Regions from separate parts of the Mus musculus genome. Here all the other regions are linked to region 1. The links are chromatin contacts, called in public Hi-C maps. All regions are on one chromosome and are shown on one strand. Each heading gives the region's core, a stretch centred on a gene start, on an enhancer-like site or on the middle of the called end of the contact. The rest is flanking DNA. Distances are from core to core; before and after follow the strand shown. Region 1 overlaps Gm32196 (a long non-coding RNA gene). Region 2 has its middle 23 kb from the start of Tprg. Region 3 overlaps A230028O05Rik (RIKEN cDNA A230028O05 gene).

What was found. A called contact is a pair of places that touch in the nucleus more often than the background predicts.
Region 2: a Hi-C map of muscle stem cells shows a contact between it and region 1, with 1.5 times the contacts expected there. The contact joins two enhancer-like sites. A contact is called at or near these places in 4 of 39 promoter capture datasets (3T3-L1-derived adipocytes, the C10 cell line and liver), 1 of 15 datasets of contacts at CTCF or cohesin (pro-B cells), 5 of 484 Hi-C or Micro-C datasets (the 63-12 cell line, brown adipocytes, muscle stem cells and 2 more) and 2 of 115 datasets of contacts at active chromatin or transcription factors (bone marrow-derived macrophages and fibro-adipogenic progenitors).
Region 3: a Hi-C map of muscle stem cells shows a contact between it and region 1, with 2.3 times the contacts expected there. The contact joins two enhancer-like sites. A contact is called at or near these places in 1 of 15 datasets of contacts at CTCF or cohesin (large pre-B cells) and 7 of 484 Hi-C or Micro-C datasets (B cells, epidermal suprabasal cells, large pre-B cells and 2 more).

What each region holds. Positions count from the first base shown.
Region 1 is chr16:25,156,736-25,159,828 of GRCm38.p6, reverse strand. The region is part of intron 1 of Gm32196 (a long non-coding RNA gene); the gene reads left to right. Among named protein-coding and RNA genes, the nearest start is that of Gm32196, 20 kb to the left of the region's middle. Within about 2 kb of position 1,443, at least 10 of the 459 cell types and tissues checked have an H3K27ac peak or open chromatin away from gene starts, as enhancers often do. A contact at or near this core is called in brown adipocytes, fibro-adipogenic progenitors and muscle stem cells, where this site is marked.
Region 2 is chr16:25,262,528-25,265,620 of GRCm38.p6, reverse strand. No RefSeq gene overlaps it. Among named protein-coding and RNA genes, the nearest start is that of Tprg, 23 kb to the left of the region's middle. Within about 2 kb of position 1,675, at least 86 of the 459 cell types and tissues checked have an H3K27ac peak or open chromatin away from gene starts, as enhancers often do. A contact at or near this core is called in brown adipocytes, fibro-adipogenic progenitors and muscle stem cells, where this site is marked.
Region 3 is chr16:25,063,314-25,066,406 of GRCm38.p6, reverse strand. A230028O05Rik (RIKEN cDNA A230028O05 gene) reads right to left here. Exons shown (of 3, transcript NR_040374.1): 2 at 1,570-1,694. Among named protein-coding and RNA genes, the nearest start is that of A230028O05Rik, 5.2 kb to the right of the region's middle. Within about 2 kb of position 1,671, at least 30 of the 459 cell types and tissues checked have an H3K27ac peak or open chromatin away from gene starts, as enhancers often do. A contact at or near this core is called in muscle stem cells, where this site is marked.

The DNA.
Region 1 (3,093 bases), core at 194-2,693:
GTGTATAGATATATAATATGGAATATATAATATTAATAATAGAAATTATCAAAATAGAAACATTTTATAGACTTTTTCTATGCTGCCTTTTATTATATAAAGAATTTACATATTTTCCCCAGTTTGCAGAAGAGGAAGCTGGGTTTTAAAGTACTGGTTTAAAATACAGTTTAACCAATGAAAAGCATAGTTAAAGAAATTCTACAAATAATCTCTGCTTGCACTAGATAAATGAGCTTTTGCAAAGTAGGAAAGTTTTATCTGAATATTTTGCAGGAATAATAATAAATACTCTGGTCACCAGATTTTTCATTTTCTTTCTCCCAGGATAAGCAATACATTACCAAAAGAGCTAATTAATTATTAGCACTCATTAATCTATACAAGTGGTTCTCAACCTTTCCAATGCTATTACCCTTTAATACAGTTTCTCACATTGTGGTGACACACACCCCCAAGCACAAAATTATTTTTGTTGCTACTTTATAACTGTAATTTTGCTACTGCTATGAATCATAATGTAAATATCTGTGTTTTCAGATGATCTTAGGTGATCACTAAAGGGTTCATAACCCACAGGTTGAGAACCATGGCCTCTAAACCAGGATCCAGCAGCCCTTTCACATTGTACTGTCATAGGTTAAGTAAATAAATGTCAGTCCCTTGCTCTTACCATAGCATGCCCCTCAGAAATACCAGTGGTTGTCTATTTTCTGTAGTTATCAAAACTTCTACAAGTCAAGTGTCTTCCTGAGAATGTTTTCCCCAAATTTCTCCCTCACTTTCTACAGCCTAGACCATTCCTCTTTGAAAGCAAACTTTTTTGTCTGTCTGCATTTGCTAATGCACTTCTTAACCTTCACATCCTCCCCATTCTTCAACAGTAATATTAAAGACAGCTGTCTTTGGCAACACAGCTGAAATTCTTATTTGTTCATGGTGACCCTGTCTGACCTGGAGATATCCCAAGTCCCTAGAGCACCTATCCTCTTTTGCATAATACAGGCCATGGTCTCCATTCTGTTTACCAATAAAAGCCCTTGTTCCCTCCTCTTCTCCCTCCTCCTACCCCTCTTCCTCCCACCCCCTTCTCTCTCCTCTGTCTTCCTACCTGCACTTATGCCTGCATAGCAAACACAATGCCACTAAAATATTTGTATCGAATTAGTAAAGAAAAAATGAAATGTGGAAAATGTTAAGTTCTGTGTCTCTGCCTCAGGCAGAGCTTAACTGCTGTAAACAGCACTTGTGATTCCAAAGCCCCATTGTCTCACCAGACCCAGTAATGAAAGTCACTTCTCCTAATGACATCCTTGTGGAAACTTTTGTGACCAGCCAGTTGACATCTTTGGATCATAACCCAACTGCTAGTTTCAAAGGGTGACTCAACCACTAGCCTTAGGCAAAAATGTCAGTGTCACCATGCCCTCAATCAGTTCAAAGACTGGGAGTCAAAGAATTTCAGCACATCACAGTGTGTGAGCTGAGGCGTTGAAAAGTGTGCTCTCCACAAGCCAGACCCTGGGGGTAGTTGTCACCCAAATCATTCAAAAGAATAACCAGAAGGTTGACTTTGGTCACAGTCTGCTTCCTAGGAAATCATAAAATTATTCTACCCATGGGTGACAATTGGGAAGAGAACACTCAGTCATGGAAACCCTAATGCTATAAAGAGCCTACATAATATTATCAAGATTATTATTATTATTATTATTATTATTATTATTATTATCTTGATTGCCAATTGGAATCAACTAAGAGACACCTCTGGGTAAGGGAGTTCCCAGAAAGGATTGCCTGGGTGAGGAAGAGGCTTCTTGCTGTTCTCTGTTGCCATTGCCAGAGATTCCAGTATCTTCCATTTTCATTTTAACTATGTGCATTTCTGTGTGTTGGGAACTGGATGTGTGTAGTTGAAGGCATGTGCCTATAGAGTCTGGAAGAGGTAGCTAGGTCTCATAGAAATGTTGTTACTGGTGGTTGAGAACCAGCCAATGTGTGTGGGTGCTGAGAACCAAACTTGGCTTCTTTGCAAGAGGAAATAAATCATCTCTCCAACCCCAGACTCCAGCTTCTTTGGTCTTCCAAAGAGGTCTAAAGACAAAAAACTCTCCAAGAGTCTTCAGGTCTTTCTTCAGCACCAGATTGGGACTACTAAAAAAATCCAGCTTCAAGGACTGGATTTTTGTCCGCTCCCGCATTTGGGTGGTCAATGTTGGACTGACTACCCAGCCTCTATCCTGTAAGCCAATCTAGTGAACTCTGTTTTATAATATGGATATATTCCATCAGTTCTCTTCCTTTATATAACTGCCCAATTCAAGGGGCAGTTCTAGAGAAACTGAATTATAAGGATGAATTTCTCTATTGGTCTTGGTGGTAACTGTATCTGGCTTTCCAATTTAAAGGATGTGATCTTGTTCCTTGGGGTGGAGATGGGGGGGAGCCCTAATGAGATAGAGAAGACTGAACTGTCAGACTCTAATGGTTTTATTTAACCTTAGTTTCCCCACTCTTAATGGCAGATGCCTCTCTCAACCCTGCCCCTTGCAGTATTGCCCTGTCTATTCCTGCCTGGGGCAATTAATTCCGCACAGTCAACAGAATTGACAGTGACAGTCTTTGCAAAATATGCCATGCAAGACAATGATGATGTCCCTCAGAAGCCATGCTCTTCACCCATCTAGAACTACAGCCGGTCTTCAACCTTTGTATGTCCAACAAGTCACCAATGACAAGGTATATTATACCTCTAAAGAACTTTAGTGTTCTAATCTACAGAAGCAGATTTTTGGAGTTTGTGGGGGAATGTAACTAGTGGTAGGGAATAGTGTTAGAGGGAACATAAAACTGTAACAATATGGATGCATTGACAAGAGATTCTTGGTTTAGTTGCAGATCACACAGTTTCAATGGATACTAACTGTTTAGTTGACAGATTCGCTGAAGTATAGAGTAAAGAATAGCCTTCTAAGAACAAGCAAAGGAAGGCTCATATCCCTTGACTTAATGTTGATGAAGACATTTAAAGGCTTGAGGAAAACTTGAATGGTAGAACAGATTTGTAATTCAACACCTCCAGAAGATGTACCA
Region 2 (3,093 bases), core at 426-2,925, 110 kb before region 1:
CACTTGCTTAATGTTTATTGAACTTGGCAGCAGCCATATAAAAGAAGTCGGGTCTAGGAGCTCTCAGGGAAATAACAATGAGCCTAAGGAAGATTCATTGTGGAAGTAGTTATCCGGCCACAGGGAACACACTGAGCACTGTGGGAAAAGTCACTGAGTGAGTTAGCATCTTTGCGTGAAGGCTTCCAAGGAAAGGTGGGGGCCGGGTGGGAAGGCATGGCAGATAGTGGCCAGATGGTGAGAAGGAGGCAGTTCCGGACACAGCCTTGAAACAGCGAAGTTATGTGGGAGAGTGAGAGCAAACTGACCCTGCCGTGCAGATAGAGTGGGCAAAGCGTGAGTAAAGACAAGGAACAAGAGGGCGAATCACAGGAAATACTGCTTGGTGGGTGGGAATCTGCGGTTGGCACCAGAAATGGCATTGGGGAATGGAATCGTCTTTGCCCATCAGGAGGCCACTCACGCTTGGTCAATTATTGGTCTGAAATTTCTCACCGAAGGCAATGCCATGCAGCCAGCCGCACTCTGTCACAAATCGGGGTCCTGCAGCCATATAGCGGAAAGTTCTTGAGTACAAAGTGAAGTTTGAGTATAAAGTGTGGTTCGTAGACCGAATGCCGCTGTGAGATGTGAGGTGATGCTTCTCATAACTGCATCAGGCAATCTGTGGGTTGGGGATGACAAGTAGGTTGGAGACACCTAATGTGGGTTGATACATGGGGTGGCAGACAAAAGATGCTTAGTAGAGACTAGAGAGATGGCTAATACCAACCTTTCTCTCACAAAATAAAACTAGAAGCTAGGGATGAGGGATCTAGGTCCTGTTTGGAAACTGACCAATAAAATTGGGATGACCATGAAACTAAATGTTTAGAACAGGTCTAGAACAGGGGACTACTATCTCAGACCTGATTTATAAGTAGCCTACTGTAGGCTGGACAGTACAGTGGGCTCTAAAACCACAAAGGTGTTGATCATATTAGGTTAGAACCTCTCCTGCAGCAGGGGTTATTAAATGTGGCTCTATTGAGCCATTTGGCCTGTCAAAAAGTGTTGGCATGCACCAATCATGTGGGACATGGTGTTGAAATGACTTTTGACCTACAAACTCTGTCTTCAGTCATAACCATGATGTTTCTATGTATTTCAAATAATGACTTCCACTGATGAATACTTGGAAAGCTTATGTGCAGACAATGGAGGTCTGCCTTTTATCAGCAAACTCTGACCCCATTATATTCTGGCTTAATGCTCTAGAGCAGACCTGTCTCCTTGGTTAGGCATTTCAAGGATCCTGGGGTCTGATCCTACCTTTGTCTCAGTTCGTTCCTGTCCCTTCTTTCCCATATCCCTTATCAACAAGTCGGGTGCTAACCTAGCAAAGGGGTGTGCTCTGTATGTAGAACAAGCCTCCTCCTTTTTGTCAAAGTGACAAAGTGACAAAGGATGCTTCAAGACTCAACTCAAAGGTATTCTTCCCCATGCTACGTCTTGATAACACCTTGCACATTTTACTTTAAATGCTAGCATGCCAATTAAGTCTACTGGACTGATTGTTCCTCAAGGCCAGAAACCATGTTTATTCATTGTTGCTTTTCTATATAGCGGACCCTTTTCTAAGTGAAGAGGCTAACTCAAGCTGCAGTGCAAACTATGACCACCAGATGGCAGTAGGTGGACATTTTGTCTCTCTCCCAGCATGAGGGAGAAGAAGGGTTTGTAACAAGTGCCTTTCATCTCTGCCCTTGCAGACAAACGTGTCTCTGAAGACAGAAAGAAACCTTTGACTGGCTAGTCGGATTCCCACACCCCCGAATAAGAATAACAGGTGGCCATTGTATTCTCCCTTTCCTGACAACTCTGTCCCTTAGGCTCAACTGTATTCCATGATGCAGGAACATAGATATTTCAGTTTGATCTTCACAAGGACAAGGTGACCGTCTTCTCAGGAACTGGGAGGAATGGTCACCAACACCCACTGATGGTCAGCGTCTGTTGAGGTCCCAGAGCTTCCTGCCCACATCCATCTGTCAGACCCGAGCAACTGACAAATGTCAGACAAATATCCAGTGCTGACATTTTTTTCTAAACGTTGTTATTGTATTTTTGCTTGACATGTAATAGGTATACATATTTTTAGGCACAATAGGCGTTAGATATAAGAATATTTTGAAAAATATAAATAAATAAAAATTAAAAATAAAAAAGAACATTTTGTGTAATAATCAGTATGGTATTTTATCATATCTAAATTACCTCAGCCATTTATAATCTTTTATTGTGAGAACACTTAAATTCTTCTCTTGTGGAAGGTGTTTGGAAATACACAGAGCAATACTCACCATAGTTATACAGTTGTGCTTATAGTGACAGACAGACCGTCTTCCTTTTACCCAGTTAGGCATAGGCCAGACTCTCCCTTCCTTCGCCTCCTCTCTGCACTGTCTGATTACCACTTTCCCAGTCTACACGTATGACATCAGCTTGTTTTGATTTCTCAAACGGGTGAGGTCATCCCTGTGGTATTTGTCTTTCTGGGCCTGTCTTGTTTCCCTTAGCTATGCCCTCCAGACTCATTCACAATACTGCAAAGTTAAGAAGTCAACAAGTCTTAATGACCAAATAATATTCTTCTGGGTATAGATAGACAGAAGTCATAAACGTTCCACTGATGGACCCTACCATTGATAACAATCCCAGGCTTTCGTGAAAATCACCAGCAATTCCCTGCGCATGTGTAATACTGTGAAGCTAGTGTCTTCCCTGAGGACTTGCCAGCTTAGTTGTTGAGCACAGTGAGACAGCCCTAAGCTTGAACTTTGAAGCAGCCTAGAACCAGAATCCCTGACTTCTTTGTGTTTGCTGGTCTCTGAAGTGCCCCAGAAACCAAGGGACTCTGAAGTGATGCCCAAGCCAACCGAACAGCTCTAGAGGCACGCAAAAGTCCTCTCAGCCCTAAAGTAAAAGGGCCAAGAGTTTCCCTTCCTCGTTCCTCTATCACAGCTAGCTTACACTCTTCTCTACCCTCTACTGCCTATTGGCATGGTAACCGGGATGCAGAAAACGGGGGAAGTGTCTATTACTCTCTCCATA
Region 3 (3,093 bases), core at 422-2,921, 94 kb after region 1:
TGATCCAAGGTCCAGTCTGGGCTCCACCTAGGACTGACCATGAGCCTTTGGGACATTATTCGTTTCAGGTTTCATTTTTAACCACTTGAGTAATGAGATGGGGGAGTCTTCCCTAATGTTTCATAGAACGTTACTATTCCATTTTTAAGTCAGAGTTCTAACAGTTAGCTCAGCCCTATGCTCATCCCACAAGGACATTCCTAGCTACTGCTTCTTTTGGTCTACTGAACATGACACTTTAAAGATTATCAACCCTCCAATTCTATATTTTCGTAGCAAACTCCTACCAATGAATAAGTTCACACTAACATCGGTCTTAAAGACAAAATTCAATCTATCAACAAGAGCTTGCCTTAAAAAGGCTATTTATAGGAGGCCTTCTTCTTGTTTAAAATCACACACAAACACACACAGACAGAAGTGGGGAGGGGGGAAGAGAGAGAGAGAGAGAGAGAGAGAGAGAGAGATTATTTACCCAAACATGCTTAATTTAAAATATGACTTAGATATTCAAATATACTTTTAAAGTTTGCTAATGCATTTTCTTCTTCTAAAAAAGTGTTTTGAAGTTATGGTCTTCTTTGGAATAAATATGCTAATTAAATATACTAAATGAAGTGCAAGCACAGTAATGAGTCACTGAACTTACAAATATGCCTTGAATTCCAAAACTGTTCAATCCCTGGGTAGGAATGACTAGCTGACGGAGAACTTACCTGAAAGAATAATAAAATCTCAAATAGAACTTGAGCTATTTTATGAAATTATCTTTTGTAATCCATCAAGGAATCATCAATATCAAGGGAGATTCTTGGTTCTTCCTCTCCTTTGATCCTTCTTCTTCTTTTTTTTTTTTTCCATTTTACATCTCAATTACAGCCCTCCCTTCCTGCTCTCTTCCTAGCCCCACCCTTACAAATCCCCCATTGTCCCTGAAAGGGAGTCCCCCACTTAGTAACTGCTACATCCTGAAACCTCTGGTCCTAGCAGAACTAAATACATCCTTTCCCACTGAGGCCCAACCAGGGAGACCAGGTAGGGGGAAGGAGATGCAATGGCAGGGAACAAAGACAGAGACAGACCCAGCTCCATTGGTTAGGGAACACACATAAAGACCAAGCTGCACATTTGCTACAAAAGTGTAGGAGGTCTAGGTCCAGCTCCTGCATGCTCCCTGGTAGGTGGTCCAGGCTCTGTGAGCCCCCACGGTCCCATGTTAGTTGACTCTGTAGGTCTTCTTGTGGTGTCCTTGATCTCTCCGGCTTGTTCAGTTCTATCCCCCATTCTTTCACAAGTCACCCAAACTCTGCCTGATGTTTGCCTGTGGGTCTCCCCATCTGCTTCTTTTCTTTTAAAACATGTGATCATCTTTTAGTACTAAGTTAATACATTGAAATAGAAGTAGAGCGGCATAAGGACGTCATGGATGGAACACATCTTATTTTAGGATGGTGTTCAAATAGAGGTGCCTCGGAGCTTCCCAGTGTGGTAATCTCCCCTCCCCCTCTCTCCCTCCCCTCAAATATCTTCCCTTCCCCACCCAAAACACCAACCCCCTTTCTCTCCAACCTTCCTTTTTATTCTCTCAAAACTCCAGTTGGCTCTACTTCCAAGATGGCTGAGGCTGTCGGGGTCCTGATGTCATCCAGCAGAGGGCGCTCTTGGAGAAGATTTGGGCATGGCCATGGAAAACTCTGGGAGGACAAGGACAGTTTCCTTTAGAAGAGGGCGACTGTGTTATCTGGGTTTCATGGTGACTTAAAGGAGAGCTTATTGGTCCTCCTTGAATTGCCTCAAATTTTCTGCTCATTTTCACAAAATTCTATCTATGCAGATGTTTTAGTGCTACATTCAGTAGGAGGGGGTGGAAGAACTAATTGTTTGTTTGTTTTTAAGCTATAGATTCAGAAGTACAAGGTAGCTAACTGCACAGGAAAGCAGCTGAGGATGGCAAATATCAAGCAAATATCAGCCAAGGCAGGTGTGTGTGTCAGAGACAGCCAATCTGCTCAAGCTGACCCTGTCTATCTCTCCCTGTCTTGTGAGGCACAAGAGAACATTTTTTCTCTCTCTCTTAAAGGCAGTGGCAGATATTATGGACAGAGCTCAAACAATAGCACAGAATCAACACTGGACCAGAAATAGATAGTGCAGATCCATAAAACTGTCAGAGGCCAAGAACAATCTTGATACTCTTTAACCTAGCAAAAGTTATCCATTGGAACCTAGAGACCAAACTCCAACACATAGCTTACAAATCAAAAGGAACACCAAGGACCAGTGGGCATCTGGGATGTGGTCCTGACTCTAAGATTTCCTGCCTGTTTCTTTGGTCAGGTCCAGTGGGTAAGCTTTGTAAAGTCTCATTGTCCTTGTCTAAGAGAACTGAACTGTAGAATCCATGAGATACAATTCATATTTCATGTTCTGCATTGGAGACTAACTTGTTAGAATTGAAATCCAAAATTTCCTTTGGAACGCCATAAGATGAGGAGTAAGGGTGTGGCCAGACATCATTATGTGGTTAAACATGAACTTAGGGATGACAGCTTTCATCTGGAACTTCGACGCATCCCACTTCAATGTCTTTCCACCCTTTGGTCCTCACCAGTGTAAGGGTGGGAACTGTCATTTCTTAGCTTGTATGTAGACTCCAAGATAGAATGACTGAGTGTCACCAGTCAATCCGCAGCAGTGTTGACATTTCCAAGAGCAGAATGAAGGAACCAGGAGACACTTCAGAGCCTAAATCCTACACATAATGGTTCAGTACACACCAGCCACAGGCATCAAGGTCATACAGTAATCAGTAGGATGAACCTGCAACATAGGCTAAAAATGTACCTTGTACCCGGTCACCACCTTACTCACAATCCCCAGGACCTAAATGACACTGTTTAGGTAGGCTTTTCCTGGTGAACCTTGGTTTCATCTCTAAAAAACAGCCCGTCAAATACAGGATAAATAAGTTAATGATTTCACTGGAAGCTAGTATCCACTGTCGAGCTGTGAAATAGGAATCTACGGACCTTCTCTTTCCACTGAGGACTCAGGTTGCTTTCAGTCAGTTCAATACTCTTAAGCTCACAGAGT